Linked DNA regions of Mus musculus: regions 2 and 3 are each linked to region 1. Evidence: chromatin contacts called from public Hi-C and promoter capture Hi-C data. All regions are on one chromosome and are shown on one strand. The core of a region is the stretch at or near the end of the contact, and the rest is flanking DNA. Distances in the headings are between cores, read along the strand shown.

What was found. Promoter capture Hi-C pulls out the DNA fragments that hold promoters and counts their contacts. Hi-C and Micro-C count contacts between places; a contact is called where the count stands out from the background.
Region 2: a contact with region 1 is called in a promoter capture Hi-C map of embryonic stem cells, with 20 times the contacts expected there. The contact joins the promoter of Hs3st1 here to the promoter of Nkx3-2 in region 1. A contact is called at or near these places in 8 of 39 promoter capture datasets (the 3T3-L1 cell line, cranial neural crest, embryonic stem cells and 4 more), 5 of 484 Hi-C or Micro-C datasets (cortical neurons, embryonic stem cells, pre-B cells and 1 more), 4 of 115 datasets of contacts at active chromatin or transcription factors (astrocytes, embryonic forebrain, embryonic hindbrain and 1 more) and 2 of 9 other capture datasets (embryonic stem cells and liver).
Region 3: a contact with region 1 is called in a Hi-C map of CD4 T cells, with 13 times the contacts expected there. The contact joins the enhancer-like site here to the promoter of Nkx3-2 in region 1. A contact is called at or near these places in 6 of 39 promoter capture datasets (the 3T3-L1 cell line, cranial neural crest, hippocampal neurons and 2 more), 28 of 484 Hi-C or Micro-C datasets (B cells, CD4 T cells, CD4 single positive thymocytes and 16 more), 5 of 115 datasets of contacts at active chromatin or transcription factors (astrocytes, craniofacial prominence, embryonic forebrain and 2 more) and 3 of 9 other capture datasets (adipose tissue, embryonic stem cells and liver).

The regions. Positions count from the first base shown.
Region 1 is chr5:41,762,667-41,765,489 of GRCm38.p6, forward strand. Nkx3-2 (NK3 homeobox 2) reads right to left here and starts at 1,554. Exons shown (of 2, transcript NM_007524.3): 1 at 813-1,554. The coding sequence starts at 1,278. It overlaps Gm46910 (a long non-coding RNA gene), which reads left to right. Exons shown (of 2, transcript XR_001784850.2): 1 at 1-337; 2 at 2,158-2,419.
Region 2 is chr5:39,643,245-39,645,944 of GRCm38.p6, forward strand. It overlaps Hs3st1 (heparan sulfate (glucosamine) 3-O-sulfotransferase 1), which reads right to left and starts at 1,387. Exons shown (of 2, transcript NM_010474.2): 1 at 1,173-1,387.
Region 3 is chr5:38,784,972-38,787,671 of GRCm38.p6, forward strand. The region is part of intron 3 of Clnk (cytokine-dependent hematopoietic cell linker); the gene reads right to left. Among named protein-coding and RNA genes, the nearest start is that of Gm22779, 87 kb to the left of the region's middle. Within about 2 kb of position 1,385, at least 12 of the 459 cell types and tissues checked have an H3K27ac peak or open chromatin away from gene starts, as enhancers often do.

The DNA.
Region 1 (2,823 bases), core at 304-2,803:
CAGGATACGGCAACAGGGAACAACGCGAGGCCCCAGTACACTTGCCTCCCTGTTCTTTGCATGAAAATAAAGGGAAGCCGGGTGCAGACAGTGAAGACCCTGATCTGAACCCCGTTTCCCAGCCTTTTCTGTGCTTCCTGCAGCACCGCCTGCAAAAGAAGTCAGCGCTCTGGCCGGCTCGAAGCCTATGCGAGGCCTACAGCAGACTGTACCCAATAGAAGCCAGCAGCCGGCCTTTCAGACTAAGAAATATACCCGTGAGTGGATACAGAGTCTTGACGATCCAGCGCCTCCCAGACCACCTCAACCACACTTCCCCACCATCTCCCGCCTTCAGGTAACTGCTACTTTTGTTTCTAGCTCCCTAGGTACTCAGCCAAAGGCTGTTTTGCCAGTCCTGGGGTAAGGGAAGTTAAACGCGCCCTTTCCCAAGGCTCCCCACTCCTACGCTGTGACAGGATCTGCAGTCGTTGGCATGGCTGTGTCAGGGATCTACCTCATAGATTTTTGGTCCCCCTTTCCTAAATCTAGAGATTTTAAATGGGCACAGCTGAGGCACTGCAGATGAACTCAAAGTTCTTGGTGCAGAGCGCAGGCCACATAGTACCAGGACACCCGGCTCTAAGAAGCTCACTTGCTTCAGGTTTGGGGCAGCGCGCGCCAACGCGAAGAACTTGGAGACTTCGCTAGCACTAAGCCCGGCAGGGCGTCGTGTTCCCACAGTAGGCCCACCCCGCCTCAGAGTGCTTGACCTCTTAACCCACCCCCTTCAGCCCAGCCCCCTTCCTGGAGAACCCCCCGCAGCAGCAGACCTGAAACGCTGGCTGACATCTCGCTGTCGCTGCGGACCGGGGCTTCCTCCTCCAGGTCCTTGGCGGCGTGCAGCTCGCAGCCTGGCTGGTCCAGGCCCAGGGTCACCCTGGCGCGGCCGGTTCCACTGGCTCCCGGGACATCGGCGCAGCGCCTCCTGCCCTCGTTCTCTTCGCTCAGGGCTGAGTCTGAGTCCCAACCTCCCGGACTCTCTGCGCTCTGCCCCACGGCTGTTCTGGTTCGGGCGGGAGATGCCAGAAGAGAGTCCTCGGCGCCCCCCAGCGCACCGGCCTCGGTCTCCCCGAAGATCCGCCAGCAGCAGACGGCGGGCGCCGCGGTCACCGCCACCTCTGTGCCCCCTGGTGCCGGGCGCCCCTCCGGCGTAGCCAACCCGCCGCGCTCCTCTTTCTTGTTGAGGATCGCCTGGATGGAGAAGGGCGTCAAGGTGCCGCTGCCGCGCACAGCCATCTGCGCCGCAGATCGGAGCCGGCAGCCAGGAGGGCAACTGGGGCGCGGGGACAGCTTCGAGCCTGACACGGAGCTCTGGGCGACCTCAGCGCGAGTGAGAGGGGCGCGCCAGGCCCCCGCAACCCACTCCTGCGCAGCACAGCAGCCCCCGCCCCCCTCAGTTCCAGGATCCGCGCCGACCCTCACCCCACCTCACAGGCCCACCTCGCCAGGACCCCCTCCCCTGGAATCCAGCGCCAGATGCTCTTCTCCTACAGCCCGGCCGATTATCTCTTCGCCCGTGGCCCTCTGGGGACCGGCCCGGGTCTGTCCTCTGGGGAGAGGCCGGCGAGAATTGTCAAGGGTCCTCTCCGCGTCTGCAGTCGCCTCCGGAGCGCCGCCGAGGCGCACCGCCCAAAGTCACTTTTTCTGTGCGCCTCTGTCTTCCCGGCCTGTAGGGCTTCGCTCCTGGCGGGTCCTCCCTCTTCCCCTCTGGGCTGGCTTTTCCGGAGCCTACTCCTCTGGCGCCCGCAGTGACAGCTGAGGCCCCTAAAATCGGAGAAGAGCGGGGACACCTTTTACCCTCTGCCGGGGTTTTATCTGTTTCTTCTCTTTGCTTCTGCGTTCCACTGTACCCCCCCCCCCCTCCCATCAGAGTGTCATTCCTCACCGCTGAGTGACAGCATCGGGCCACGCCCCTTCACTAGCTGTCCTGGGCTCTCCCGGCAGTGGATTGGCTGGTTCCAACTGGAGGCCGTTGACTTTAAGAGACTCTAGTCCACCAGTTGAGTAGCAAAAGACAGGGTCTGATTTAACCCCTTCCCTCCTAAACCTGGTTCTCAGTAGCATCCTTCAGCATCGAGGAGAACCATCATCCCGAAACTTTGTTTCTGATTTCAGTTCCGATAACCATCGACTCTAGCGCTTTTCTGGAACACCAGTATGAACCCCAGCTCAAAATTTCGGCGAAAACTCAACAGAAAGCATCTCCAGATGTGACGTATAGTTTCTGTTCTCTAGGAAGGAGCCCAGAGTCGAAGAACAAAATTCATCTTTTTTTTTCCTTCCACTCTTAAAGTTTCTCAGCTGTTTCTCTGCTAATGCTCTTTACTGAAGTAATCTGATAATTAAAATCACTCTACTAAGTACTCCTATCATTTTACGTTTGATTGGATTGGATTTCTGTAGACGACTTAAAAAGCTAGGTTGAAAAATATTAGTTAAGCACCAAGTGGGGCGAGGAATTGGAAAGCATTTGGGTAGAGAATTTTTGGAGCTGGGTATTCGTCTCCTTGGGCAATCAACTCTGAATTTAATTGGATTTGTTCAATTTGTTTTACATCAAGAAGAAAACATAAAAATGCTTTTAATTTGTTCTTTAAATATTCTGTTTCTTGTGAGTTGAGAAGGAGTAGATAAGTTTGAAAGAGACTAGCTGGGAGTTACACAATAGTGAGATCCAGAACTGAGATTTAATGCCCTTAAAAATAAGAACCAAGTTATTTTACTCACTAGAAGGAAGTAAATACAAAATATAAACATTGTGGTTATGTCAAAACATATGTT
Region 2 (2,700 bases), core at 137-2,636, 2.1 Mb before region 1:
TTGGCTCCTTGGGATCCCCCCAAAAGCATCTTAGCATAGTTAAGTATAAAAATAGCCCCGGGATAACGCGGAGGGAAGAGGAGGAGTAAGTCTCTCGCGCAAGGCAAAGCAAGAATACCACAGCTTCTGCGTTGTGTTGTGGGGGTTGGCGAGGAAGGGTGCTACTCCTGATCCAGAGGAGAACCCCGTGTGTGCAAGGAAAATAAAGTGCCTCCTTTAGCTTAGATTGTGCCATAAAGAGTCGGAGGCACCCACAAATAATTGCTAAGTCTGGCACAGCCCACCAATCCCTGGTAGGCATCTGGCTCCAGCACTGGCTTCTCCATCCTACTACTGGTTTGAGCCCCAGGTTCGGAGAGCTGGCTTTCCAGTTCCAGGAATGGCAGGGTCCAGAGGAAAGCAGCGGAGTCCACTGCTCTAAAAAAGCGGGTGTGTATGGCACACCTGAAGAGGTCAGGCTCCGAGCGAGCTGTGCACTTTCTAAATACAAGCTTCCCAGGTTCGTGTACGGACATCCATTATCCACTACCCTCCCCCATCCGCCTCCTCTATCGGTGGTACTCGAAATAGAAGCCGAGGTGGGAAAAAAGTAAAAAAGTAACACGAAAAAAAAAAAAAAAAATAACAGCCGTATGTAACTGGCTGTCTTAATACCTAAGGTCCTGCCTGTCACCTTCTTCTTCGAGTACCCCGGGAGATGCTCAGTCTCCCCATTATTGCTACCAAATGCAAAGGCAAACTAGACCAAGGCTTCCACACCCGAGATGCCCCATTCCAGAGGGACTCCTGTTAGCTGTCCCCTGGCCCAATTCTCCGCCCTAGGTGGTACCCGGGCTCAGCCAGCGCTCCACTCTAGCTGCAGTTGCCCAAGGTCCTAGAGAGAAGCTGTGGCGCCGAGCAACGGGCAGCGACGACCCTCTCGAGTCATCTAGGGACATAAATCCAGTCTTTTAAGAGTCAGAAAGTCTGGTACCTTATAGTCCATCTCGCGAATTCTAGAGGTGAGGTTTCGGAGCAGGAGACAGGAGAATCAGATAACCCCGAGTCTTGCCTCCAGTGGAGTGTGTTCTACCTGCTTTAGCCTTATCTCACCTTGGGCTTTGCACTTGAGTTAGTCGGAATACCAGAAGAAGGTGCCTAGGCAGCCCTCACCCCTCACGCTCCGCGCTCACCTGAGTCGCGTACCCGTCCAGCCGGTCCGGCGCCCTCAATCCTCTCTCCGGCCGGGCCATGGGCAGCACCGCCGCCAAGTACCTGCGCCCTTTGGAGCAAATTCACACTCACCCCGGGACGGGCGAGCGGTGAAGGGACACAGGCACTCACCGAGAGAGACCCGGCGGTGACCGCAGCTCCGGGCTGCAGCGCACTGAGGACCTTGCAGGCAGGCGTTTTGGTGCCGGTTCTACGGATGGGAGGAGCAGGAGGAGGAGCAGGAGCCGGAGGAGGGGACAGTGGAGGCCGGAGCTCGGGGAGAGCGCGGAGGGCAGAAGAGGATCTCGAGCGCCCACTGCTGCCTTGTTGGCTCTGGTACTGCCCCGAGTCCCGCCTCCCAGCGAGTCCCTGAGCGCCGACTTCCAGCAAGCCAGTTAAGCACCCGATTTCTGCGCTTTTGGGTCCCGAAGGAGCCGGCTCCGCTCACCCAGTACCTCGGCTCCTCGGATTTTAGTCTAAAGGGAGAGACCAGCGCAGTCTAGAGGGTGGGGCGTGTGGCTTGGGTGACTTTATCCACCTTGCAAACCCTGGACTCCTGGTCGGCTCCCTGACCCCTCTGGGTCCGAACCTTGGGCCCATATGACCGTTATCCTTTTCATAAATTCTGCGTGGTCCCCAAGACCTTCGCAGTACCCACGTGTGTTCCCACCCAGCGTTCCTTACCAGCAGGTGACTCGCTTTAGGCGCCTGTGCTCGGTGCACAGACCGGGAGGTCTCTGGAGCCGGTAGCTCCATCTTGCGCTGCAGCAGGGACAGGAGCCACTTGAAGAGGTGGCTTCAGAGTGTGCTTTGTCGCCACGGAAAAACCCTCTCTCCAAAACCCTCTCTCCTTCGGTTTCACCTCAAAAGGACCGACTTAAGGCGAGCCCGAAGAATTCAGCTTTCCTTTAGCAAAAGTAACTAGGTTGGCAAATTTCACCTCTGAAACTAATCAAGTTTTTCCTGCGTTCCAAAGCTGAGAGGTTTTGTGAGAGAGCCAACCTGCATAGTGTGACTCAGTTTAAGATTTGGAGGGCGAAGGAGCTGGAATCTCCTTGGAGACACTGGATTGCTTCAGCCCAGAGCAAGTCGCCTTCCAAAGCAGGTTACCAGAAGAAAAGAGGAGCAGGCAAGAGAGAGAGAGTGTGTGTGTGTGTGTGTGTGTGTGTGTGTGTGTGTGTGTGTGAAAGGAATAAGAAAGAAGTAACCAAATTCAAATCAAAAGAACTTCTTTTAGCTACTTTAATATCTTCCATATCTTAAAACTCAGAATATAAATATTTACCATCTATATTTCTAGAATCAACATTTTCCTATCTAAGGGGGAAAATTCCTTTGGGAAATTGACCTCGTAGCTGGTGCAAAGATTAGCGTCAGTCCTCTTAGAAGGCAAACGGATGCCCAGTTTATTGTGGCTTATAAAGCAGGCAACATCTTGGAGAGCTTAGCCAAGTTTTCCTTTTCAATGATAACTTATTAGAAAATTTAATGATTCTGGCTACTTATTCT
Region 3 (2,700 bases), core at 135-2,634, 3.0 Mb before region 1:
TATGTATGTATGTATGTATGTATGTATGTGGGTTAGAACTCAGGTTTCTGCAAGGTAAGCACTTTATCCTCTGAGCAATCACCCACCCAGCCCCCGGTCTGTGTAATACAAGCATGAAGCAAGCTCTTCATGTTTATATAACTGTAGGCTTGAGGTAACATTTTATTAGAGATGGTATAGAAAATAGAAGACATATGTAAGAAAAAAATCATTAAAAAAAAAAGAAGAAAAAAATCAATACCGTGTTCCTATGTGTATGTGTCTGTAATGAGGATACAAGCATACTTTTATAATCAAAACAATGTATTAATGTATATGCATGAATAATGTGTGTGTGTGTGTGTGTGTGTGTGTGTGTGTGTGTAGTTGCCACGGCACATATGTAGGGATCAGAGGACAACTCTCTGGACTTGGTTATCTACTTCCACTCTACCATGACAAGGTACCTCATTTCTCTGCTTCCTGCTCTAGGATGACCTGTCCTAAGAGCTGCCAGGCAATGCCCCTGCCTCCACTTCTCATCTCCCCTTAGTAGGGCTGCAATTACAGATGCCAGTCACAGCACTAGGCTTTTTGGGTGGGTTTCGGGCATGGAACTCAGGTGGTCAGGATAGCATCAGTGCTCTATGCACACATTAAGACACATAGGTGTTTAGATGTCTTCATGTGAGTGTGACACTCTATTCATTACGCAGTGTTATTGAAAAACACATTTGTTGGCCACTGTGGCCCTTTTGGAGAGGATTTAGGCTCTTGCTAATTATTGAGCATTGTAAACAAGATTGCAAAACCCGTCCTTTCTTGCATTGCAGTCTCATCTCTGCACATCTCGGCGGGCAGACAGTTATCCAGTCCAAAGAAAACACCAGAGTGGGGCATTCTCAGTCCCTGGTTGCACATTCCTCAGATGCTTTCTGGATGGCTTTGTATTGATTCATATTAACTTATGTTTTTACCCATTGAACATGAAGTGGCTGCCCGCTGTGTCTCACCACCACGATCCGTGTTCCAACCCCACTTTACCTATTTGACACTTGATCCTCATTGCTCCAATTTTGTTTCTGAGATGGCTACCACGTTTGAATAATTACACGCCTCTCCTCTTTGGTAAGTCACTTGGGCACATCTTTGTTCATTTTCTGATGCTAAGTTCTTGGCGTAGCCACAAACGTCACCCTTGGACAGCGTTCCCTTGGGTGTAACTTTTCCCTAGATTTGGCTTCTGGCCGGGAAAAACCCCAGGGCAATGGAAAGCTCCAAGGACTGCTGCTTCCGTGAGCTGACTTGTTTGCGCCTTTAATAACCGCTGGCCCTCTCTGCACACCTTTCCTCCGAGGCGCTCTAAGTGCGTCACAGCTGCAATTAATTGAGCATCGCAACACACATTGCGTGTAAATATTTATGAGGCCTATCTGTGGCTGGGATGTTGGGCACACAATAGTTAAGCAATGAAGCATTAGTAACCAGGAAACGGGAGCTTAGGAGTCCAGATGCTGCCTGTTCGGATACTGCCCCTTTCCTAACTTCATCTTCCAAATGACCTTGGGGAGCCGATGCCCTCCCAAACAAGCAACAGGGCACAGGGATGCACAAATAGCCCAATCCAGGCAGTCGCCGAGAGGCAAGGAAATTGCTTTAAGCTCTGCTGCTACTCCAGCCTGGCTGTCTCCCTACCCAAGCCTGTGGGATGTGCTGAGTCTCACGGGGGAGCCACGATGCATCTGCAGCCCAGAGCCCTGTGGTTAGCAGTTGGTGCCCTTTCAAGTACGCTGAGCTTCAGCAGAAACGAACAGTAAATTACCTAGTGGGACGAAAACTCTGTATGTGGAGCCTGCTAACACACTCCTGTCCACCCTAGATACATGACCTCTCCCCGCACCCCCACCGGAGATCATGGCGTCCAGATATGTAACTTATGACATGTGCAATATAGAAGGAGTTTCTACGACCGTGGCCAGTGAGTTCATTAGGAATGGAGCAAATATCCAAGGGACTGACTCCAGGCTGGGATTCTAAAGTGGGCCAGATGTAGGTAAGAACTTCTGTGCCAAAGGCAAAGTCTTCTGCAGGAACCAGGGAGGACTCTCAACACCCACTGCCTTCTGCCTTTGGCCTCCCCAGGATCTTAGAATGGAATGCTAGGCAGGAGAGTTGAGACCTGAGCCACGGTAGTGTTCTTTCTCTCCCTGGACTCTGGGATGAGGCCTTTTGGTACACAAGTGAACAAAAGATGACAAAAAAACATTGCTCATCTGTCTACCTGTCTGCCTGTCTGCCTGGGCACTGAGCAATCTTTTCAGCACAGGTTAGCACACTTACACTTATCTTCTCAATTTCTCTTTTCCCTCGAATGCATTTTTTTTAAGTTTAGATTTATGGATTGATCATTTAATAGATTTTTTTTGAGACAAGTTCTCTCTATGGTCCAGTTGGCCTTGCTTTGAACTCCCCATCTCCTGTTTCAGCCCCCCAAGTGCTGGGACTACAGATAGGTAACAGCCCAGTCCCCACTTTTCCTTTTGACTTCCAGAAAGCCATAGGTGTTACTACGCAGGTGCTGTGAAGAGCCTAGTGCTATCCAGCACTGCTGTTCTGATGACAGAGAAAGGAAGGGTGGCTGCCCGGGGGCAGGAGGAGGGTGGAGCATTTAAGGGTACAGTGTTTTGGTTTTTACAAGAAAATAGGTCTTAGGGGTAAGGT